Linked DNA regions of Sus scrofa: regions 1 and 3 are each linked to region 2. A link is a contact called in public Hi-C data. All regions are on one chromosome and are shown on one strand. The core of a region is the stretch at or near the end of the contact, and the rest is flanking DNA. Distances in the headings are between cores, read along the strand shown.

The links. A called contact is a pair of places that touch in the nucleus more often than the background predicts.
Region 1: a Hi-C map of liver shows a contact between it and region 2, with 5 times the contacts expected there. The contact joins the promoter of CHD8 here to the promoter of HNRNPC in region 2. A contact is called at or near these places in 3 of 47 Hi-C or Micro-C datasets (heart right ventricle, liver and skeletal muscle) and 1 of 2 datasets of contacts at active chromatin or transcription factors (alveolar macrophages).
Region 3: a Hi-C map of liver shows a contact between it and region 2, with 5 times the contacts expected there. The contact joins the promoter of NDRG2 here to the promoter of HNRNPC in region 2. A contact is called at or near these places in 2 of 47 Hi-C or Micro-C datasets (liver and skeletal muscle).

What each region holds. Positions count from the first base shown.
Region 1 is chr7:77,717,155-77,721,816 of Sscrofa11.1, forward strand. CHD8 (chromodomain-helicase-DNA-binding protein 8) reads left to right here and starts at 2,322. Exons shown (of 37, transcript XM_021099301.1): 1 at 2,322-2,434. RAB2B (ras-related protein Rab-2B) reads left to right here. Exons shown (of 8, transcript XM_013978245.2): 8 at 1-57.
Region 2 is chr7:77,918,771-77,923,397 of Sscrofa11.1, forward strand. It overlaps HNRNPC (heterogeneous nuclear ribonucleoprotein C (C1/C2)), which reads left to right and starts at 2,375. Exons shown (of 8, transcript NM_001243694.1): 1 at 2,375-2,503.
Region 3 is chr7:78,112,341-78,116,898 of Sscrofa11.1, forward strand. NDRG2 (NDRG family member 2) reads left to right here and starts at 2,032. Exons shown (of 14, transcript NM_001078683.1): 1 at 2,032-2,112; 2 at 2,874-2,979; 3 at 3,256-3,376; 4 at 3,557-3,619. The coding sequence starts at 2,038.

The sequences.
Region 1 (4,662 bases), core at 1,072-3,571, 200 kb before region 2:
AGATAACATCCTATCTAGAGCTGTTGCTTTCAGAGTCATTAAAGGATACCAATTTGATATTTTGGAGTATATCTTTTTTTTTGTTTTTTTGTTTGTTTTTGTTTTTGTTTTACTTGTCTAGGGCTGCACCCACGGCATATGGAGGTTCCCAGACTAGGGGTCAAGTCAGAGCTGTAGCTGCCGGGCTACACCAAAGCCAGCAACGCAGGATCGGAGCCAAGTCTGCAACCTACACCACAGCTCATGGCAAGGCCAGATTGTTAACCCACTGAGCAAGGCTAGGGATGGAACCCGCAACCTAATGGTTCCTGGTCAGATTCATTAACCACTGAGCCACAATGGGAACTCCTAGAGTATATCTTTTTGATCTGAATCTGACATCCAGTTGTATCATGCAAAGCACTAATAACCTCCTATACTCAACTATTTTACCAATTTTAAGGGAGGCATGAGAAGCATGAATTAAACAGTCGTGAAGAATTATAGAAAGTGGATCTCTCACCCTCATGTGAAGAATGGTAGTTATACGGTAATATGGGTGTTTGGTTTTTGAAGACCAGAGCCATTGGAAATCATACCATATATAGCAGTCTAAAGCATTACTATTTATAGATCATTGCAGAGAGCAGTCATCCCCTTCCCTCTTTCTATAATGCCTATTAATTGGTTCCTTTGCTAGTTTTATTTTGTACCCTTTGTAAGCAGAAGGGTAAGTTCTCACTCCAGAAACTTAGTAATTAAGGTCACATCTGTATATGCATTTACAGACAAACACATTGTTCTGGTAAGTTCTAATACTGACATCAAATTTGATAAAAGAATAGCAGCAGCCGAGGAACAATTTGGCCAACAGATTTTGCTGTTACACAGAGAAATGTATTTGGCCAAATGTCAATCACCTTGGTGATAAAATACTGACACAGATGTCTCCTAAGGTGTCTGAGCTTCTGCCACGTGTGACCATGCAAATGTTACTCCTTGAGAAATTCCTTTAGTAATTTGGAAAGACTCCCTTCGAGAATTCAAAAAAGAAAAGCTGGAATTCCTGTCTGGTTAGGGGTAACGAGTCTGACTAGCATCCATGAGAATGCAGGTAAAATCCCCAGCCCCCCAGGGTGGGTTAGGATCCCACCTTGCTATGAACTGTGGTGTATGTCACAGAGGCTGCTTAAATCCCACATTGCTGTGGCTGTGGAGTAGGACAGTGGCAACAGCTCCAATTCCACCCCTAGCCTGGGGAGCCTCCATATGCTGCGGATGTGGCCCTAAAAAAAGAAAGGACAAAAACAAAACAAAACAAAAAGTTCTTGTAGCTAGTTGCAATACCAGTAGAGATTTAGACTAGAAAACACAGGAGAATCTTATTGAAGGCAAGAGAATTTCACCTACAATAAAATTATTTCCTTTTCAATTTAAACGCAGTTTTTAGGAAATTACTTTCTGAAGCCAATGTTTCTAAGGCTAACTCCTAACACGCCTCCTCTTGCATATAATTTCACCTCTAAGACTTCTATCATTTGCTCTGTCTATATTCATGGGTAGTTTGTGTGTATTGATGAACTGAGTTTTTTTTTAAAAAGTTAAAATTCTTCCCTAAATTCTGTACATCTTCCATGGACTAGCGGTACTCTGTACTGACAAAGTCAGAGCACTGGACAACTTGCAAGAGAAACATAAGGATTAGAAGCATCTAGAATAGATGCATCACCTATGTTGGTCTTAAGTGGATATACTGAGGAGTAAGGTGTCTCTAAAGGATTATCCCAGGAACTCGGAAAATCCACTCATTCCAAGAATTCATTTTTGCTTCTTTGATTTGGTTAAGGTGGCTAGATTTGGTTAGGATCTTTCACTTGTATGACGGGGGTGGGGGGGTGGGGGTTGCTTCCGGGCACATTCAGCATTATTCCAGGCTTTCTCCCCATCGTGACTAAGGGGTACTCCGATTATACAAAGGAGTGTACATTGGGGTTGTATCTAAATAGTCCGATAGAACTATTAGAACAGAGACTTCAAATTCCTTAAGCACGCCTTCTTCCTCCCGGCCCCAAAGCACCAGCCGGATCCAAGATGGCTTCCTAGAGCCAGGTAACTAAATGTTATTTTAGTTTAGAGCGCCCCCAACGCCGGGGGTCAAGAAAAGAAGCCGAGAGATCTCAACGCCACAGAACTGACCCGTCAGAAGCAAGCTACCGCCAGATTTTATTTTCAATCAGGCATATCTGCGGTTGCCTCAGCCTTTTAGGACCTCCCACCCCAAGAGACTTCCTGGATGGCACTCACTCTACCCTGCTGGAGGAGGCCGGCCGTCGGCCCTGCCATTGGTGGATGGGAGCGTAGGTGGGCGGGCCCAAGGGAGAATGGACTACTAGCAAGCTAGATTGAAGCGAGGGCTGACCATGCTCCGCCGGAAGGCGCCTTGTTCTCAGAAAGGGTGAGTTGAAACGCTGGCTGGAAAGGAGGTACCAGGACTTGTTCAGGTAGGCTTTCCGCTCACGCCCGCCGCTTAGTGCTGGTCCAAGAGTCTTTGCAAACGCTGAGGCTCTTAGAATTGGTTTCCATAACTCATCCTCCTCCTCGCTCCCCCCGCCCCCTGCCCGTCCCCCAGTTGTGAGGAATCAGGTGCTGGGTGATGCTCTGGACTGAACCATTCTCCTTTGTGAGAGGCTGGGGGAGAGGGCGGCTGCCAGGCCCGGGGCCCGAGCCGGGCCGAGCCGCGAACCCGGCTGCTCTGAGCCCTGTGGAGTTTTCAAGGCTTGTCATTGCATTATTGAGCTTCGTGTAGATTTGAGACAGCTCCTTGTTCTCCTTGCTCCTTCCGTGGAGGGAAAACTCCCCGGCTCCTTTTGGTTACTCCATACTTTGGGCTCAGAAGTGGGAGGTTAGGGTTTTTTCCTTTTTTTTTTTTTTTCTGCTTGTTTTTTGCCTTTTAGTAATAAAGGTGGATAGGAAAGCATGGGGTGAACGTGGGCAGATTGGTTTACGTTATTAGATGTAATTTCTGTGGATCTTTGGGAGATCAGAGCAGGCTCTTGGACAGTGTTTAGAGATGGGGAAGAGAGAGGAACTCAAGCCTTGCATCTCCATTGACAGGTCTGCAGAGCTCAGTGGTTTTTCTGTTGCATTATGTAAACTCTTCACTAGCAGGAGATACCTCCCCCTGCCTCGGAGTGAATGCAATTTTTTATTTTCCGTCTCCTCTGTCGCAGGAAATTTCCCTGCCATTGCAGCAGCTGTGCACATGTAGCAGTTCCTACCTTTTAAGGAGCAGTCCCGAAATGATTAAGGCCTTTAAGGACGAGGTGAATAGTGGTGTGTTGATATTTAGTGGACCAATCTCTTTTGACTCTTTACGCTCAGTGACTGAGCATAGTGAGCCAGAAGTCGAAGACATGGCACTCCGTGTCTTTTTCTCTTAAAGAATAGACATGGTGGAACGCCCCAAACACCAAAGGTCCTGCATTTTCTGCATTGTCTGTGTCTGCTGCATCCTACCATCACACTAGCATCCACAGACTGTTTACTCTTCATCTTGTTCTAAACCTCTTCATCTTGTTCAATTGGGGATTCTCTGACAAGGGTATCTGTAACATCTGATGAGGTCCTATCTGGTGTGGGGTACTAGAAGGTGAGTTTGTGATTTGAATAATGTTAGTTAATTAGGTAATGTCTTCTGCTTAGGAATTTCTTTTGTATTAGTCACCAAATAAATTTCAGAACAAACTGTGGTCAACCTCTTAGGGCCAAAATGTGGGAAGCTTCTCATTCCAAGTATTTTGGATTATCCCACCCCTTAAAAGAAAAGAAGAGCTATAGAAAGGAAAAACAACATTTTCCATTTAGGAAGACCAGTCACAAGAATGGTATGCTGGTGGGTCTTCAAGGCAAGATGAAGGACATTGGCCAAAGAGAGGGTAACTGTGTATGGGAGAGGTAGGCATGGGGGGAGGTTTAAAACTGAAGTAGCAAAGGAGTAATGGATTGGGATAAGAGATGATGGAGCAATGCTTGGGGACTCGCAGCGTTCTTGCCTTTCCCATATTTGATCTGTCCTGTGCATTTGGCCTTTTGAGTGTGTCGTTTCCCAAATTGACAAAATTGATTTAGACACGGATAGAAAATGATAGAAATAGAAATCTGCTGAGCTGATCTGATCTGGTTGTGAACCACCATAAAACACAAATTTCCCAGGACAGCCTTCTCTGCCGCACCCATTGGGTCATGGGTAGCAGAATCTTGGCATTGTGGTAACCACCACTGTAGTTTGGTTTGTAACAGGAAAATTTGCCGTTTCATGTGTAGGGTCAAGTTTCTGATAGGTAAGGTAGGGTGGTGAAGGGGTTCAATCTTTAAAAGAAACCATTGCACACGTGTCCTTAGAAAAGGATGCCATTCGAGGGGGGCAAAGCTACCACTTAAGATTAATTTGTGAGTGCCAGGTACTGTGCTTGCTTACTGAAAGAATGGAATTTGATATTCTCATCTGTGGAAGGACTGTAACATTTTCATAGCAGCCAGCTGAATGCTAAACGCTTTGAAGATATTTGTCCACAGTCCTGAAAGGCTTAAGCTATGCTCTGAGCTTACGCTGAGCCTAATACCCAAAGGATGACACATATTTTTCTGAACCCTCTACTCTCAACCCCTAAAAGTCACTCCACT
Region 2 (4,627 bases), core at 1,125-3,624:
GGCCTAAAAAGACCAAAAAAAAAAAAAAAAAAAAAAAAAGATAGGCTACCTGTTAGTCCTGGGAAAATAACAATTTCCCCAGTACATACATTTAACACAAATTTCAAATTTCAAACATTCTCTGTTTAAGGCTCTATAACATGTATAAGCAAAGGGAATAAAGAAAGAAATAAGAATTAAACTCTGCAATCAAAGGACTTACCATCTAGGAGAAGAGATGAACGTAAAATTAACCACAGTGCTATGAAGTAGTTTTAAATAAACTGCAATGTGGCAATTGAGCTGAGGCTTTAAGCACTTGGAGATGTTTTCCAATTACCTGTTCCAAGATGACAATTTGGAAAATACAGAAAAGCAAAAGAAAGTTATAAAAAAAAAGTACATGTAATTCTCCCAAGAGAGAACCACTATTATCATTTTAATATGTTTTTTCCTACACACTTTTTGTTTTTGCTTTTTAAATTTCCTTAAAGCAATACATGCATATGGGAAACAAAAATTCAGAGTGTATAATAAAGCGTACAGAGTATATAGACAGGTTTGCTCACCAAAGGTATGTCAAAAATAAATTTCTAGAGAGTTCCTGTTGTGACTCAGCAGAAACTACTCTGACTAGTATCCATGAGGACACAAATTCAATCCCTGGCCTCACTCAGGGGTTAAGGATCCCGCATTGCCATGAGCTGTGGTGCAGGTCACAGACAGAGCTCAGATCTGGCGTTGTTGTGGCTGTGGTGTAAACTGGCAACTACAACTCCGACTTGACCTCTAGCCTGGGAATCTCCACATGCCGCTGGTGCGGCCCTAAAAGACAAAAAATAAAATAAAATAAAATAAATTTCTAGGCCCAAAATGGAGTCGCTTCTGTTGGAAGTGTCATATTAGCAAAATTCATCTTTATGTTCCTGTAAAGGCTCAGCTTGACCAGATCTGCAGTATATCCGGTTAGCCAATCCCCAAATGCCATACTTTTAGGCTCTGTACTTATTTCCTGGTTCCCTAATCTTACTAAATAAGGTCAGATACACAACCCCAGCTGATCATACCGATTACCTTGCTGCTTCTAATGCTGTATAAAACGTACTCTTGCCCCAACTCCCTGGGGAAGTGTGCTCCACTGCTTGTGAGTCACTGTACTCTTCCAACCATGGACTGCTCTCCCTAAGTAAATGACATTCAACTTGTTACTAAATGGCCTTTTTTTTTTTTTTTTCCATTTGATAGGTAACAAGTAATTTCCTTGTGAATCTCTCTGGAATTCAGACATAATTCAAAATTAATGCATAAAACTGTATTCACATATACATATATTCCATAAGATGTATACAGATGGTATCACATTATCTAGATAGTATTCTGCATCTTGCTTTCTCTAACTGTACAGAGAAATATCCTTCATTCCTAGCATAGCTGGACCTATCCCACTGTGTGCATGGCTGCTATAATATAACCAGCGGGACTGGCAGGCGATGCCTGGAGCCAGAAGGTGGGAGACTAGCTATTTCAGATGAGGGGAAGAAGGGAGCAGATTTGGGGGACGAGCAGGGGGTAGGATTAGATGGGCAAGCCAATTCTGGTTGGCATGTAGGGTATTCGTGAAATGATTTGGGGCCAGAGGATGGGTGCTGTAATACTTCAGGCCAACATTTTAGACTTTCTTTACCTTTTGCAGTGGAGAGGAATAAGGAAGTCAGCTGTTTTGGGTGAGATACAGGTTGTCTAAAGAAGGGCTTGACAGGTTAAGTGTTGTCCAAATGGGAGCTCTAAGGTTGGAGTTTTGCAGGATTGGTTACTTTTCTAGTCCTTGGTGCTCCCTCCCAATTCTAAGAAAAGTGTTTTCTTTATCCACACAGCAGTATAGAGGATTCATTCGGAGATTCCTGCTTCCCTTTACCTAGGCCCGGAGCTAGGGCACATCCTTTGAGCCGCTACCAAACAAAATCCCGCAATCCTTCCCCGCCCCCGCGCCGCCGGAATTCCGAGATCCCGGCGGGCCTTCTACCAGGTTCTCTAAGGAGCAGTGATAGGATCCCGTAGCCGCCAATCACAACCTCCCGGATACCCGGATATGAAGTGGTGCGCGGTACAAAGGCAGGTTTCCACCTACCGCTTCGTCAGTTACAGTGGCCAATAAGCATTTCTCAGGTGATAAATGACAGGAAAAATAACCAGTTACAAACTAATTTCGCTCACGCATGTGGAAATTCTCTTGCTTAGTCTAACCCACCACTGATTGTGATTGGACAGAATTGTGAAGAGCGGTAGAACTGTCTAATTAGAAGCGGGAGCGAGAAAAAGCTCAGCCAATAGGAAGAGTCCTAGAAGTGGGGCGGGGACTAGGCCTTCGCCTCGGCGGCAGAGGAGACTCGGGGGCCATTTTGTGAAGAGGCGAAGACTGAGCGGTTGCGGCGGTGTTGCCGACCTCGAGCAGCAGTCCGCTTCTCCACGTAGAACCCGGGAGTAGGAGATTCAGAATCGAATCTCTTCTCCCTCCCCCCTCCTGGTAAGTGGAGGGGGTGGAAGCAGGGGAGTCGCTGGGTTCCTTGGGGAGCGCGAGGGGGTGTGGGAGAAGACGGGGGAACCCTCCTCTCGGTAGAGTAAGCAGGCCCCCGTTTATTCTATTTGCACGGGGGGATTAGATCTTATGCAAGAGAGTTTTATAGGCCTCAGCCCTTGCGTGGATTTTTAACCTAATGTCCTCTAGGCCAGGATCGGCAGGGAGAATGTCCTTTTTCTTCTTCTCGCTCTCCTGTGTTAACGGCTGCTGTCCTTTCATTTTCTATGACCATGAGGTCTCTAAGAGAGATCATGAAAGGGAAGATCGAAATGCTCATTAGTATAGTCCTGTAAATTTAAAAATTGAGCGGGGGATGGGAAGGGTTATCAAGCAGATATTTATTGTACCGCAAGCCTCTAAATTCTGGAGCGTACCACAGGGTATAGTAATAAATATAACAATAGGTTTAATATTTTACCGGTTAGTTTTTGTTTCACTCCTCCCTGAGCAAATGATGGACTTCGACGTAGTTATTTTCAATTCTATTTTTTAAATTGTAATCTCATTTACATATTAACAGTAATAATGAAAGCTGGCTTTTTATCTACAGGTTACAAATCACTTGAAATATATAAGTTAGTGGAGCTTGCTTGAGGTAGGTATTACTGTCTTTCTCAGATAGAAACCGCAGCATGAGAGTGTGGATTGCCAGGGTCGTATTAAATCAGTAGCAGGAGTAGTAAGGAATTTGGCCACTAGGTTAAATTAAATGGCTTTTCCTACCTCTTGATGTGGTAGATACTAACATACTGTATTTGAATCTTTACAAGAACGTAATTACAGCAACCACTAGCGGTAATTGGAAATTCCCAAACTGCCCTTGGGAAAAATATTAAATTATGAGAATTACATATACTATTGTTGTAACTTCCTAAGACAATAAAGTTTGACTTTCAGGGTATTCTGGCATGCATTTTACAGATCATCCAAACGTTGACCAAAAAAAATGCGTGCCTGTATGCTTTTTATTAAGTAGGTATTATAGTGCTTATTATTTGCTAGGTTCTGAAGCATTCAAGTTTTTTCCTAAACTTGCAAAAATTATGTGGGTTTTTTAGTAGTATCACATTCGCATATCAGATCCTTTTTTTAATTCTTGTGTAAGATTTAGGTGATTTTATTTTTCATAACGTGTTGCTTTCACAAAAGCTAGTATTAGCACAGTTTAAACCAGTGCTGCAGAATAAATTCATCCCTTAGGAAACATACTTCATAGGCGCTGAAAGTATTCTTATTTTACATAGCTATGTACTTGTTCCCTCACCATGTAGATAACTGTTCTAATTGTAGTAAGAATCAAAAACGTTGCTTGGGAGTTCCCGTCGTGGCGCAGTGGTTAACGAATCCGACTAGGAACCATGAGGTTGCGGGTTCGGTCCTGCCTTGCTCAGTGGGTTAACGATCTGGCGTTGCGTGAGCTGTGGTGTAGGTTGCAGACACGGCTCGGATCCGCGTTGCTGTGGCTCTGGCGTAGGCGGTGGCTGCAGCTCCGATTCGACCCTAGCCTGGAACCTCCATATGCGCGGAGCGGCCAAAGAATAGCCAAAAAAAAAAAAAAAAAAAAAAAAAAAAAAAAAAAAAAAAAAAAAAAAAACGTTGCTTGCTTTTTTTTTTTTTTTGGATAAAGCCTGAATATTTATACTATTACATGGACTTAAAACTAAAATTAAGTGCAGAACTGCCAGAAGTGACATAAGGGGAGTTCGCTGGTGGCTCAGTGGGATAAAGATAAGTCACTGCTGTGGTGTAGGTTCAATACCTGGCCTAGGAACTTCCACATGCCTCAGTTGAGGCCAAAAAAAAAAAGCAGTGATTAGTTAATTTAGGGAATTATATACCTCAAAAATATTATTGGCAAATAGAAATGTAAGAAATAAGTTTTTAGGAATAATTATTCATAGGAATTGGAATTGAAGGACACTTCTTGCCTTGAGGTGTTAGAAATAACGGGTTCATTAAGATCAGCATGTACCAAGGTAACAGTTCCTTTGAGTTAATGTCTATCCGGGATGATTTGGCCACAGAATTAGTATCTAAAACAGTTGTAGATTTGATTTCAAGTAGGTAGGC
Region 3 (4,558 bases), core at 782-3,281, 190 kb after region 2:
TGTTATGGGGAGCGCGGGAGGAGCTTGGAAGCACCCAGCAGATTGCTTTCTTCGGAGCGTCCCTCGGGCCCCCAGCACAGTCCCTCCCTGGGCAGCAGGCAGCCTCGGGCGGGGTGGGAGGGCGTGTTTACAGGGGGTCTGGGGCGGATCCGCGGGGAGCTGGCGGCCCGTGGGCGGGCTGGGGCGGGCAGGGGGCGGGTCTGTGGGGAGCCCAAGCCGGGGCGGGCCAGAGAGTCAAAGGCAAGTGAAGGTGGAAGCGGCCGCTGCGGCAGCAGGTAGGGGGAAGGGCCTGCGAGGGGCCTCGGGGCCTGGCTGGCGCCAGCGGGGGCCTTGGGACAGTTTGATCCCAATCCCTTGGAGCTGACGGCTCATGGGAAGGGGCCCGCGAGGAGGGCCGCTGGGCCACTGCGCACAAAGGCGGAGGCTCCGCGGGCTGCAGGGCGTGTTTGGGGCGTGCGCGAGACTGTGTCCAGGGTACAGGGCGCTCAGCGCCAGGCGCGCGAGCGTGTCAGTCCCCACGCGGACGAGCACGGAAGGAACAGGTCCCTGAGGCTGGGCCCAGGCAGTCCCATCCGACCTGCCCATCCCTTCCCAGCTGGTGCTCGACCCTTGTGGGTCGTTGGGGGAGGCTGGGAAAAGATTGTGGGAATATCCCTCCCCCCACACCCCCTTAAACTAAACTGGTGGGACCCACACCGAGACTGGGCGGAGGAGAAAAGCGACGGCATAAGGTTTAAACAAACAAACAAAAATTTTAATGGTGGAACCAGTCGTGCTCTGCTACCCTCATTTTGCTTGAGAGCTGTCAAAACTTGGGGATCCCCTAGTCCAGACTAGTTTGCAAATAAGAAATTGAAGGCAAGAACAGTGACAGATTGAGCCAAGGTCACACTGGTAGAGGCAGAGCCGGGACTAGAATCCAGAGGTTCTGACACTAGCCATGCTCTTTCCTCCACATCAGCACTTCCTTTTCTCCTCCCCGCCCCCCAAACCCTTCCAGCCTGAACTGATACCTGCTCTCTGTGTTGCCCCGTAGGCCCCTCCAGCCTGTATTGATTCTAGTGGAAGCCTAGAGAAGGCTTGTTCACTGGACTCAGGGGTACAGATTAGGGCAGGTTAGTGACCGGGCAAGGGTTGGTGACCCAGTCGTCCAGATCTTGGCTTTCTGTCCCTAAAAGACCCAGAGTCTGTCTCCCATGTCATTCACCTCATTGCCTTGTTTTCTCAGACCCCTGAGCCAGGAGGAGTGAGAACCCTGACCCCTAACCCCACTGCGTCCAGCCAATAGGAGTCCAGTAAGTGACCCCACCCCCAGGCTGCAGGCCCTTCACTGTGCTGGTCTGCACAGGTGCTCCCCTCCTAACCCGGCAACCGCCAAAAATTGAACATATGTTAACTTCTTTGCAGTCAAGAGGAAGCATCTTGGGAGGAAGGGAGGCATTGGATCAGCTGGACACAGATGTACCTTGTCCTACTTTTCTTGTCTTCCCCCCTCCCCCTCTTGATCATGTTTCTCAGATCATTTTTAGCCCCTCTCCTTTGAGCTGCTGACCTTGGGACTTTAGTTGAAGGTCACATTCAATGGTGAACTTTTACTACTCATCCCTTAGTATCTTTAGAGTACCCAGTCACTGAGCCACTATTTTCACCCCCTACCAAACTAGAAGTATGGGGTGGCCCCTAAATATAGTCTGAAAACCCACACACACAGCTGCATTGCTGCTCAACCCCCATTACTTCCATCCAGGATGGGGGGGAGGCTCGGGAGGTGTGGGTGTTGAGGGGTGCTGGGGATGGCCAATCTGAGGGGAAGTGGTACCCTGATTTCTCTTCCACAAGCCCTCTCCCCCAGCAGCCTGGTTCCAGCGCTGGGGGCAGGCAAGGCTCTTGGTGTGTCCTGGAGAGGTCCTTGGCTCCCGGGGCCCTCTGCACACTGCTTTGTCCAGTGCTGAGAGAGGAAGCCAGGCGTTGGAGGAGGTGTGGCAGTGTGGGGGCAGCCTCTGCAGTCTCCGTGTTTCCTCACCCTGCCAGGCCACCATGGCGGAGCTGCAGGAGGTGCAGATCACGGAGGAGAAACCGCTGTTGCCAGGGCAGACACCCGAGGTGGCCAAGGTTATCCGAGACCCTCTGACTCCCAGGCCTGAATTCCAGAACTCCAGGCATCCCCCCACTTCTTGCCTTCCCAAATTCATGACCTCATTCTAACCCACACCCCTACTTTCTCCACATCTACCTGTGTTTCTCTCCCCATACACCACACCGAGAGCCCAGGCTTTTGTCCTGTCACTACACTAACTTTCATCCTTTCCATGTCTCTTTTTGTCAACCTCTTTCTGTCTTTGGTCTCTTTTGGTCTCTCTACCTACCTTTCTTTATCTGTATCTGTCTCTCCGTCTGTGACCCTACGTGGCTGTGTGTCTCTGTGTGTATCTGTGTGTCTCTCTCCAGGAGGCTGAGTTAGCTGCCCGAATCCTCCTGGACCAGGGACAGGTAACCAGCTTGGGGCAGCCCCAGGTGGGAGGAGGGGCTCTCCCCAGGAAGGAGAGGGCCCCTACCCGGCTCTTGGCTTTTCCATCTCTCCGCTTCCTCTCCTTTTCCAGTCCTCTCCTGTCCCCGTCGCTCCCCTTCCCTTCCTTTCTCCTCCCTACGCAGAGTTCCCTGATGCTCTCCAATCTTTCATTATGCTTTTCCACCCTCAAAATCATCCTCCAGTGTCAAACTAAATTCTTGCTGATGCTATTTCTAAATCTTGGGTCCCATCGCCTCTCTTTGCCCCTCCCCCACCTTAAAGCCCCAACTTTTGTGGAGGTTCCTCTTCTGCCTCTTTTCTTCTCAGCCTAAATCCTACCTGATGGTGACCTCTTTTCCTGCAGACTCACAGTGTGGAGACACCTTATGGCTCTGTCACTTTTACTGTCTATGGCACCCCCAAGCCCAAACGCCCAGCGATACTCACCTACCATGATGTGGGACTCAACTGTAAGGGCCTTCACCTTCCCCTTCCATTTCTTTCTGGGAAGAGGCCTGGAGGGGGGCACGGTTAACCCTGATGTGAAAAAAAAAAAAAACAAAAAAAAAACAAAAAAAACTAAAGCAAACAACCCTGGTGTGAGAAGAAGGGTCAGGAAGGGAGCCACGTGGCATGTCAAGTTCTCTCCTAGTCTGACTGTGGCGGGAGAGAAAGAGGGTGGGTTGTGACTTGGGGACATTTCTCCTGTCTGATTCTACTATTGGGGTCATGGGGATTCTCTTTAGATAAATCCTGTTTCCAGCCGCTGTTTCAGTTTGGGGATATGCAAGAAATCATTCAGAACTTTGTGCGGGTCCATGTGGATGCCCCTGGGATGGAAGAGGGGGCTCCCGTGTTCCCTTTGGGGTGAGAACTAGCTCCTTCCCTCCTCTTCAGACTGTGAGGCGCACGACAGGTGTGACCTGGGGGTTGGACCAGGGGAGGAGGGAAGGGCGTGGTGGTGATTCTGGGAGAGGATGAAGAGGACACTGAGGTGGGGGCCTGGGGGCAGGTTGGTATTTTCCTTAACATTGCTTTCCTCCCCAGATATCAGTACCCGTCTCTGGACCAGCTTGCAGACATGATCCCGTGCATCCTACAGTACTTAAAGTGAGAGGCTCGGGGGCCCCTCCAAGCCAGAGTTCTCTCTCTAGCACAGGGTGGCCCTTAGAACTCCTGTGCCCACCCAGGCTCTGGGTGAATTCTGTCTGGCCTAGATATACCCTCCCTCCTCCATGCCCCCACCTGATTGTCAGAGGAAGCAGGTGGATTTGGAAAACACTTGAGTCAGCGGAGTAGCCCTAAGGGACAGAGGAGAGGAAGAGGAAGCTGGGTGCATGGCCCTGCCTTAGGCTGAGGAGGGACTTCTCTGATCTGGAAGCTAGAGAAGAGGAGGGGGGCGACATGGTCCGGGAGGAACCAGACAGACCTGTCTTTCCCTCCCACTCCCTCTGCCTCCTCCAAACACACACCTGGTGCACTGGGTGCCCGCCCTGCATCTAAGAGGAGTGGGAGAAGGAAGAGAAAACTGGGTGAGGCCTCGGTTGTGCACACTGAGTGTTGCACGATGCCTGTGCTCTGTCTTTGGCTTGGCTTTTTCTGGGCACCGGGGCCCTGGGCAGCTCTGGTTCACCTCTTTGGCTCTCTTCCCCACTATGCTTCCTGTTGTTCACTGAAGTTGTATCTGTTTTTAACATCTTGCTTCAAGTTCCCTTCTTCCCAGTTCCTCTAGAGGAATCAGGAACTAAAAGAGAACAAGTTGAACTAGCTCCTGAAAGTTGAGAATGGACAAAGAACTATGTAGGAAACAGTGTCTGATTGGTCAGCGGATGGATATTCATTTTCGGGACACTCACTCTCCTAGAGGGAGCTGGGGAAAGACTTTGGGGACCTACACGGACCACCAGCGTCCATTTTTAGCTTCTTGGCACCTTCTTTTGAGGCATCCCCCAAAGGAAGGTCCCTTTCTGTCCTTTGTGTCCGAGGCCTTAGGAAGGAGGGTGAGGAGTTTGGAGAGTCAGAGTTTGGGACACCAGGACCCATTAGGCC